Linked DNA regions of Rattus norvegicus: region 1 is linked to region 2. Evidence: chromatin contacts called from public Hi-C data. All regions are on one chromosome and are shown on one strand. Each heading gives the region's core, a stretch centred on a gene start, on an enhancer-like site or on the middle of the called end of the contact. The rest is flanking DNA. Distances are from core to core; before and after follow the strand shown.

The links. A called contact is a pair of places that touch in the nucleus more often than the background predicts.
Region 1: a contact with region 2 is called in a Hi-C map of kidney, with 6 times the contacts expected there. The contact joins the promoter of LOC134479799 here to the promoter of Ppm1h in region 2. A contact is called at or near these places in 3 of 12 Hi-C or Micro-C datasets (frontal cortex, kidney and mammary epithelial cells) and 1 of 1 datasets of contacts at active chromatin or transcription factors (oligodendrocytes).

Annotation. Positions count from the first base shown.
Region 1 is chr7:60,524,945-60,530,317 of GRCr8, reverse strand. LOC134479799 (nascent polypeptide-associated complex subunit alpha, muscle-specific form-like) reads right to left here and starts at 2,558. Exons shown (of 4, transcript XM_063264464.1): 1 at 2,461-2,558; 2 at 634-2,405. The coding sequence starts at 2,558. The coding sequence ends at 1,466. It overlaps Mirlet7i (microRNA let-7i), which reads left to right and starts at 2,357; the gene lies at 2,357-2,441.
Region 2 is chr7:60,222,681-60,227,818 of GRCr8, reverse strand. It overlaps Ppm1h (protein phosphatase, Mg2+/Mn2+ dependent, 1H), which reads right to left and starts at 3,732. Exons shown (of 10, transcript NM_001271079.2): 1 at 3,421-3,732. The coding sequence starts at 3,665.

The DNA.
Region 1 (5,373 bases), core at 1,309-3,808, 300 kb before region 2:
AGAAGTATAGATATCTGGAAAATCTGGAAGGCGGCGTCAGGTCTCCTGGAGCTGGACTTACAGGTCCTCTGCAACATCTTTCCAGCACTAAGGGAAGGTGTGTGTTTTTAGTAGAACTGGTAACAGTGAGTTTTGGTATGGTGGGGTGGGGGGAAGGTTGGCTTTGAGGAACTGAAACCTAATCAAACTCCTTAAAAGCCAAAAACTTTGGAATGGCACAGGTTTACTTTTAACCAAAACTAAGGAAGATGAATGTGTTATGTGTAGAGTTAGGTGGCGATAGAGAGTGGGGAAAGCAGGCAGGTGAGTTTTCCTGCTGAGGTGATGCTAGAGGAGGAGCTGAGAGTGCTCCTGTTTACACAGATGCTGAGGAGACGGGAACACACCTGTCACCCGAGCGCTTCAGAGGCAGGCAGACCCAGATAGCTGCAAGTTCTAAGGAAGCCAGGACTAGATCTCAAGAAAACTGTCTGGAAAGGGGAGTGAGGGTGAATTAGGTAGACTCTACATATTTGAATGTTAATGATGGAGAATATTGGTGGTGACAGTACCGCGAGTGGATGATTCTATTATGTCAGAGTTGTCAGAGATAAAGCAGTGCAACAGCTGGACCAGGTTTAGTTAATAACTTACCTTTTAGACCAGATGTACGCTTGATAGCCTCTTAAAAAACTCCACACTAACAGTGGCCAACAAACTTGGTAAGGTGCAAATAACATGATCCACTGTGCGGTGAGTTAGCCCGGTCATTGTTTATTAAGAAAGGATGCTGTGAGTTTTCCATATGTATCAGTGCGGCAGACAGGAAATTAGCATTTCATTGCAAGTATGTTACACAAGCACTCAAATATAAAAATATGAATTAGGAATAACTGAAACATTTGAGATGGCTTTAAATACTAAGGTTAGTATAACGAATTCTGCTCGTAGCATAAACAGGCAGGTAGTTTGAAATATGTCTGAAACCTGTAAGTGGGTTGAAACATTTGAAAATTTGTACTTCAAAAAATTATTTAGGTCCTGTCTACCTTGTAGTGAAAGTTAATTGGTGTTAGTATGGGCTCCAGGGTCTGTTGTACTAAATTATACTGGACTGGGTCAGGGTGAGGTGGGTCTCTAAAATGAATTAAATATATGCGTTCGTACGTAGTTTTACCAAATTTTGCAACAGAGTTTTGTTATCTGGCTGCTGTGACAGGATTAAAGTTTAGAGAAACTTCCCAGATTGCACTCATTTCTCTAACCATTCTGTACTTGTCTTGTGTACTGTGGATTTTCAGCAACTTTATGACTAATGGAACTGCCAAATGCACTAAAACAGACCGGCAGATAAATGTGAAATTCAGACACCATCCCCCTTTTAGTACATGGAATCTACATATGCGGGGGGGGGGAAGCATTCGTGGATGTGGAATTCCAGTTTAGCAAGACATCCTGTATTTTATCTGACAAATCTTAGTGACTTCTAAAAACAAACAAAAAAAATCTTTAAAAACCTGTAAATGAGAAGCAAAACAAAAAAGTAAACTGGGCCACACGGATGGGAAGCCCCATTGCAGTCGGCCCTCTTCCAAACCTTGCCTAAAAATAGGGAGAAGGCAGGCGCCCCATGTTCCGGGAGCCTGCGCACTAGACTCGCCCAACACAGCTTTCCCGCCAGTTTCTGCGGCGAGCAGCTGCGGCCGCGCCGGGGTGGAGCGCCGCGGGCCAGGCGGCCGGAGCGGGAAGGGGGTGCCGGAACTTTCCGGCCGGAGAGCAACGTGGCCCACCCGCCGCCATCTTTACTGCTCACGCCCAGAGCACCAGGGCTCTGCCGACCGCGCCGAGCAGACGGAGCCCAGCACGAGGCCCGAGCAGGTCCCGGCTTGCGGCTGGAGTCCCCGCCCGTAGCGGGCTTTCCCGCGAGCCCCGAGGCTCGCCCGGGCGGAGAGCGGGCGCGGTGCCCCGGATGTAAGATGGCGGCGGGGGGCGGCGGGCGGTCACGTGGTGGGGAGCGCGCCAGCCTCTTTAAGGGATCTCTATGGTTCGCCCGGCCGCAGTGAAGCAGGAGCGCGAGACCGGGCGCGCGCGGAGCCGCGGGTGCCGGGCTGCCGGGGCCCCCCGGAGGGTGCGGGGCGCGTCCGCGGGGACTTCCGGGGTGCGACGCGGCGGGCGGGGGTGGGGGGGCAGCGGCGGAGCCGCGGCGTGGCGCGCGCGGGCGGGCGAGCGGGCGAGCGGGCAAGCGCAGCTCCACTCGGACAGAGGGCGCGGCCGGCCCGCCGGAGGCAGCCTCCGCCCTGGGGCGCTCGGCGCGCGCAGCCGGCGGCGGAGAGGAGGACGAGGCTCCGCGTGTCCCGCCGGCTCCCACACCATGGCCCTGGCTGAGGTAGTAGTTTGTGCTGTTGGTCGGGTTGTGACATTGCCCGCTGTGGAGATAACTGCGCAAGCTACTGCCTTGCTAGTGCTGGTGATGCTCAGCGCCGCGGAGGACAATGGCCGGGGATCCCCTTTGTTTTCCGGGGCTCCGGGACAGCCCGATCGGCCGGCCAGCCGGCGCGGAAACCGTTAGCTAGCCGCATTCCCGCAGGGGCTACGGGCGGTGGCGGCGGCCGCGGCGCCTTCCGTAGCCCGGGGGAGAGCGAAGCCTTCGGAATTGCTCCGGGAGAGGAGGAGAGGGAGCCGCGGAAGACGCGGCTCAACTTTCCGCCTCGGATAATTTTAACTCGTGCAGGATTTTAGTTCGACCGCGGTGGGGTTTCGTTCTTGAGGTGCACGGCGGAGCGGGCGAGCGGCTCCGCGATGCACAACTGCGGTCGCCGTCAGAACAGTCAATGCTGGAATTCCAAACTTTTACGTCTCGACGCTTTTTGGATCTGGGTTATTATATGGCCGCTACGTTTAAGAGTTTAAAATGTAAGCCCGAAGCAGAGTAGAGTTTCGGTTTTAACTGTTTATAACTCCTTAAAACAGGGTTGACTTTTATAGTTAAATGCACCTTTCGAATCTTTTTTTAAATGTGTAAAGCTAAATAAATTCTTTTTACTGAATGCTGTGTTTTTTGGTTTTGTTTGTTTTTCCTTTAGTTTAACTTGGTAAGCTCGAATAGCCATGCTGGTGTGGGGGAGGGTCAATCTTAGACTTTTATGTTGATATGCTTTTTATTAAAGGCGAGTAGATCAGAGCTGGAAGTACGGCTTCCGAGAGACCCAAGTATTAACGTTTAATGACACAGGCTTTTGGTTCGTGACCTCTATTAGGAAAGTACAAGTTTTGTGGAGAAAGTGTAGTCTGGATAATTAATGAAAAGTGCTCGGAACTCTTATGTGGAAGAACTTGTATTTTCTAGTTTTATTTTCTCCAAGAGAAGTATGATGGTAAGTTATAGTTCTGATGCTTTTGCAACCTTCCTGTTTGAGTTATGCATAATGCAGTGTAGTAAATTTTCTGTGTGGCACTTTGGAAGCTTTTTTTTTAGGCAGTTCTTTGCTAAGTAAGCTACACGAAAGGAAAAATGTTGAAAGCAACTCAATCTCTTGCCCCTTTCGATAGGAGTTTGGTGCTTTTGTAATTCAAAAGTGATGTAATGCTTTGACGAAGCTTAGTGTTGAGCCTTGAAGGCTCACTTAATATACTCATCGGGATGGGGCCACCTCGCTGTAGGAAGGACAGTAAAGAACCATGCACTGCAGCATTCCCGCAAGACTTCAGCACTGGCTTTAGGCTGGCTTTTCTCGGTAGAGCAATGTAAGTTGAGGACTCTTAAGCACTTCCTTTTCAGTGATGAAAGCCCGACATCTCCTATGGTTAATCTTGGATTTGTGGGGAAATTGATAGTAAAATTCTAACTGTAGTTTCGTTTTCCAGAACTTTTCTTTTCAAGCAAATCAGCCTGCTACATACTGTTAACATTTTTACAGTGAACCAGTAGATGCTGTTGGATACCAGAGTGTAAATTTCATTGGTAATCCTGAACTCTAACTCGTTCCCTTTGTAGCTCATCTTGTGCTTTCAAAGTTAAGCTTCATGTAAAACTTCGCCGCCCACGGAGAGCACACTTGTATTGTCGGCTCTGTAAGTGCTTCCTTATGTTTCTGTTTGCTGCTGTCAGGGGTGCTACTCCCTACTTCATTCCTCTCTTTGCTTTAGAATGAGTTCTCTGTGGCAGTGAGAACTACCAACTATTTTCACTGTTGACAGACTTTCCAGCAGGGTGAACTTACCTAACGAAAATGCAGCTTTCCAGTCCACATTGATGACATTTACTAATGCCATTAACTTTTCTGTTAAAGGTCTACTGTCAGGCCTTTAAGTAATCTGTAGCTTGAGCAAAGCTATGGATAGGAAGGACGAGACAAGTGTTTTGAGTGCCCTTCTCAAGTACTGAACCAAAGAGAGGACAGGCCGTTGTGATGATGAGATTTTAATAAATGCCATGTCCAATTGGAAGAAGAGGGATGTTAGGATGTTCTGGATGCACCATGTGGAAAAGATTATTAGGCCACATTATTGCTTCATGCTCTAATATCCCTGACTGTTGCTTGTATATATATATAAAATTGATTTACAAGGCATCTTAATGTATAATTACCTTCTGGCTGGTGTGGAAAACATCCTTGTGTTGTAGAATACCTCCCCCCCTCGTGCCCCAACATTGCCTGAGGTACCTAAGAGCAGAAAATAGCTCTTGAGTGTAGAACGTGGACACCAAGAAGGTTTCGTGATTTCATAACTACTTCCTCCTCCTGGTATCCCACAGCCTGCATAACCTGACAGGAGGCACTAGACAGTCAGGTACTAGACCACACAGTCCGTTCCCATTACTTCTGTACCCAGAAAGCAAATGGAGTGATCATCCTAAAAAATCAATTATATCAGGTCAATGCTACCAAAAGCACAATTTTTATTTATACCAAAATCTAAAGACATCAGTGCCACTCTAGTCACTAAATAATTAAACAAGAATGCTCAAGTTACTTGTGTGAGTAGTGAAAATTCACTGAGTGTTGTGTCAGATCCCATAGTGCCCCATGGAAGCAAAGTGGTACAGCTGGATCCCCACCCCCAAGGGACAACAAAATGTGAGTGTGATGAATAAGAATTGGATGCATAAAAACACTGATGACCTGCCCGGCATTCACATGGTACGAGCTATGGAGAGTTCTGTCCTTACACTTATGTGTGCCATCAGAACCCTGGACACAGCTGTAGGTGGAAGCTATTATTGGTGACCTACCTTTCCTGAATTGCACTAATATATAGTTATATATGTTGATACAGTATACACTATATATTTCATATATGTTAATGTATTTGTATCGTCGCATAATACATATATTTGTGTATATATACTATAAATATGCATGTGTGTTGGTTTTTACAGTTTTTTTTCTCTAT
Region 2 (5,138 bases), core at 2,483-4,982:
ATTTTGCTACTGTTATGAATAATAACGTAAACATCTGGTATTCAGAATATCTGATATCTACTCACAGGTGAGAGCCGACAATTGAGTGGTTACATTGTCCCCCACAGTAAGAAACTCTTCAAGGAGCCAGAAAATCCCATTAGTAAGTTCCAGAATAGAGGAAGGTCTTCAGTCTTGGTACCCTCTTGACTTATAAGGATTGCTTATTGTGGATTCTCATGCAGAGATGATCTCTTCTTAAAAGGCATTACCAACAAATGACAAAAATAGACCATTTTCTGCCATCCAAAATGGTGGGTTGTCAACATTACAGCTTAAACTCCTTTTTGTCAACATCCTTGTCATCAGGTGATGAAAGATTTCTCTCCTGGTAGGCTTGGAATCGGATGCTTTCTTGTTCCACCTAGGAATGCATGTGTGTTAGCCTATGTATGTGTCTACATCTATGTTGTATACATGTTTATGTATGTATGTACACATATCTTTCTACCTTTTACTATGAGATGTGGTTTTCTTAAATTGCCTAGCATGGCTTTGAACTCACTCTACCTCAGATAGAACTGTATACCTTGTTAATCTCTTACCTCAGCCTCCTGAGTAGCTGAGATCCTCCTGCCTCAGCCTCCCAAGGAGCTGGACAGCCTATACTACAAGCCCTAAGTTCAAGCTTTTGTTAGAGACATAAATAAAGTCTAGGTTCAAAAGCATTCCTCTATGTCCACTAGTTAAATAACCTTCCTGTCTATTCTATCCCTCCCAGGAACCTTCTAGAACAAAGAGAACAGGATTTCTGCCTCCCAGTTCCTCCTCTACGAACAGGAAGTAACTTCTGATCGCCGCCCCCCCCCAACCCATCCCTTCTTTGTTTCAATCAGTTCGAGGTTTGAGGATGTGGTACACATTATGGTATCTCATGAAAGTAGTCATGAGGAGAGAGAAATGATAGTGACATTACCTTGTTAATGACACACCCCTGGGTCAGATGGATGCATCATAATTTGAAACTGTAGAGAGGGACCTCTGGGTTCAGATACAGATTGTATTAATGCGGGCAAGTTGTTTAATTATTTCACAACTGTATTCTCATCTACAAAGTAGATATGATAACACTGTTGTGATACTTTGGTGGCCTAATATAAACTTGAAAATACTAAAGGGTGCCTAGCATTAAGTATATTAGCATTATTATTACTGCAGCACAGTTTAAAAGAATGACATTCGTCAGGAGCCTGAGGAATGGCAGACAGGGCTTCTCTCTAGTCTGGGATACCCAGTGAGAACATGTTCACAGTTGAGTGGGAGCATGTCTACAATACAGGGCTATGAGGAAATGCAATTCTACCCACACTGACTTGGAAGGATGCCCCTGTCACAGTGCTTTATGAAAATGCTACAGAGTAATACCAACTAGGAGCCTGTTTGGGCCAGAATACAGCAGTGTTCATAGGTCCATCCAAACACACTTGGAAAAGCATACATTCCAAACATTTTGTTCCTGGGGCCAGGGGTACAGGATGTTTGCATGAATAAACACGCGTGCAGTCTGTAACTAGTGTTAAGAACAGAAGAAGCCTTTACAGTGGTCAGAGCTGGACATCTCTCATTCTAGCCTAGAATAAGCCAGAGCTCTCAGGTTTCCTCACAGAGTCAAGGAAACAGGCTGGGGGGGGGGGGGAAGTAGGGCCATTCAGCTTCCTATGCCTATTTACCACTGAAGAATTCTTTTCCTCATACTTTTGTGAGGTTTCCCCTTCACAGTGCCAGGCTAGCTTCTACTGTCAGTGATACTGCTCCCTCCCTCCCTCCCTGCCTGCCTCCCTCTCTCCCTTCGATAATCTCACCATTTCCCAGTGCATGACCCAGACCCTCAGGTGTCCACGCTCCACCAAGCCTCCACTGCTCAGGAGCACAGCGGGCACAAGGCCTCCACCTATACAATCATGGGGTCAGACACCTCCAGTTGCTTTTGACCTTGCAAAGGATCCGATGGCGTTTAAACTTATTTTTCAGGCAAGGAACTAGCTGAATTAGCAGGCACTTGTCCCCGACTTTAGGTTTCAGCTTCCTCTTGGAGGTTACAGGCTGCTGTTCCTCCTGTTTCTCCTCTTTCACGCCAGTCTGCCTATGCTATACACACCCACCTGCCCACCCCGCACACCCAATCCTCGGGTTCCTTTCTTCACAAGCCAGTCATCAATCCCCATTTATACACAAGCCCGTGGAGTCACGATCACAGGATGACGCGGGAGGAAAAAGAATTCAAGATTCTAGGCAGAATGATTCGCAAGCCACCTACTTCCTGCACCGGAACTCGGCTTGTAAGGAACCACGCCTGCTGGGGCGGGGGGGGGGGGGGGGGGGATCTGGGCCACCAGAACCGGGTCAGCATGAAAGCGCCGAGGCTCAGGGGAAATTTATTGGTTCTTGGACGAACCAATCAGAGAAGAGAGAGAGAGAAGCCATGCATCGGTTGGGGATGGCCAAGATTACAGAGAGAGTGTAAGGAAAGGGACAGGTGTGCTCGGAGTGGTTTTGGACCCACAGTCACTAGCCTGGGGATTCTGGTCTAAATGCCCTCTTCTTTCCTAGTCTTCCAGTCCCACAAAGCTAAATAGTAATATTAGGTGGGAGAAAACATTACTTATCCACCATTCACACGATGCTTATTAATATAATAGTCAATGGAGAAGTGGCCGTGGAGTAGCAGAAGGACAACGAAACCTTCTCTCCCCGTTCTATGCCCGGCCGTTGCCTAACTCGGTCTTTTCTATTTTTTTTTTTAAATAGCAAATCACCCCAGAGCTCGCGTAATCACAAAAGCTGATTACTAAAATGCTGTATTCGACACCTGAAGTTTCTATCTCCCCAAGGACTGTGGGAAACCGTAGTGGCATTTACTGGTCGCGCGGCATTCACTACCTGCCATAAAGCCCAAAGAGCTCACAGAAAGACCTTTCCGAACGTGCAGTCACGCGCGCATCAAGCCCGCGGCCCCGGGAACACCTCCCGCAAGCATCCACCTCACGCCGGGGAACAAAGATTTTGGGGTAGGGGTGGAGGATTGAACACTGATACAGGTTTTTCTAACGTGTTGCAACTTCAGCAGAGCTGTTTTGCCCACTTTCCCCCCCAAAGTATTACAGACCCCTTATTATCAGAGCAGTCCAACCTCTGCGTTCCCACGGTCCTGCGCCGTTGCCATCCCCCTCTGCCACCCACTGCTGGGTCCGAAAGCCCATACCCGGGGTTTGGGGGGGGGGCGGGGAGAAGGGGAACTGGTCAGTGTAAGCGAAGAGGCTCTCGCCCGAGGCCTGGAGGCCGAGCTGGTGGAGAACCCTAGTGCCCAGAAGCCGTGAGAGGAAGGAGCTGGAACGGGGCGGGGAGGGGCGGCGAGGAGAGCGGGGGCGCCGGTGCACTCACTCTGCGTAGCCCGTGGCCCAGGGCAGCCGCCGGGTCTCCTTGAGGATGAGGATGGGGCGGGCGATGTGGTCTGCGCTGCACTCCACCTCATCCTGAGACAGCCCGAGGAACTCTGGCCGCCCGTACGGGAAGCGCAGGGGCAGGTCCGAGCCTCCGCAGCCGCTGCCGCCGTGCTCGGAGCCGGAGCTGCCAGCCATGATGCCGCCCATGAAATTGGCCACGGCAGATTTCACCCGAGTGAGCATATTACTCCGGCGCCGGGCAGCCGCTGAGCGAGCAGGAGGCGGCGGCCGGCCGAGGTGCAGCGCGGGGCATGCAGGCTGCGGCGGGCGCGGGGCGCACGGGCGGTGGGGACGCTGGGACGCGCGGCTCCGGGAGCTCAGTGCTGCAGGGGGCCGAGCCCCGGCCTCCCGTGCTCCCTGACGACGACGCCGCCACCTCTCCCAGCGACACTTCCGCAACCGGGCGACATGGAGCGAGCGGGCGGCTGAGGAGGGACAGCGAGAGTCCCGGGAACGGCTGGCGGGCGGCGGCTGCCGCAGGTCTCTTCCCCGCCCCCCTGCGCCCCGTTTCTGCGTGCGCGGAGCTGAGCCCACCCGGCGAGCCCGCGGACCCGCCGCTCCTGCTGCCACGGCTACCGCCGTCGAGTCATGTGATGATCAGGCTGCACGGGCTCCCGCTGCCGCTCCGGCCCAGCCTCAGCCCCTCCCCTGCCGGCCGAGCACCGCTAGCTCCGAGACCGTGACCTTAGGGAGACGCAGCCCGGCCTGGTCCGTACCTGAGGAGGAGGATGGGGGCGCTGTGAGCTGGTGGCTGGACAGGTGTTAGGGGCTGTCACATGACCTCAGGCAGCTGGGAGAAGCCAGAAGTGGGGTAGGCACTAGGAGGAAAAGTGCCTTTGACCTCCGGAAAAGAAACTTCGCGAAGACAGGTGCAATCGTGGTGGTGGGCGGTCTCCTCAGTCCGGCGAGGGAAAAAGACAGACCTACCCAGGTGCTGGAGTCATCGCTACACAATGGGAATTCAAGGGTCATTTGAAGTTTTCCCCCAGGCAGCTAGAGAATCACTTTCCTTTTTCTTTATTACCTCTACACGTGTTACTGTCCCTGGCACACACCTTGTTCGGAAGGTAGACTGCTTTTTCTCCTACCGAAAACAAAAGATATCCAAGAAGCCAGGAATACGCCGGGTTGTTTAACAGATGTACACGAGCTCTTTCCTCTAGTACAGCGACAGATGTATCTTTATTACTGCAGTATTTTAACCGCACAAAATTAAGGGCACGTGGAGAACTAAAGAAAAACAGAACACAGCCACCGAATTAAATGTAAACTTAAAAACAAGCAGATGCTTATAATAAAATATATTTTGGTGATCTTATGTTAATTTAAATGTCTTGGGAATAATAAATGTGCTTCTCCACGAGTAACATTTATTAAATATTGGTTTTGTTTCATTAAAAAAAAACCACAAAAAAACTTTTGCCGTAGTACAGGTTTATGCTAAACCGTTTTAAGTCATGTTCCGAGATCTACCATTTAAGACTACAATTTGTGCGGCTCAGCTCTAAGTAGCTCCCTTAGATTTTCAGGAAGAATACAGAAATGCAGGCCTTTATCCTCAGGGAGGGCAGGTTTTCAGTGGTGGTCCAGCTTCGGGAGAGGGGGTGGCCCTCTGGAAGAAGAGCCCAGCACTCCCAGGAGAGAAATTCTGCTCTT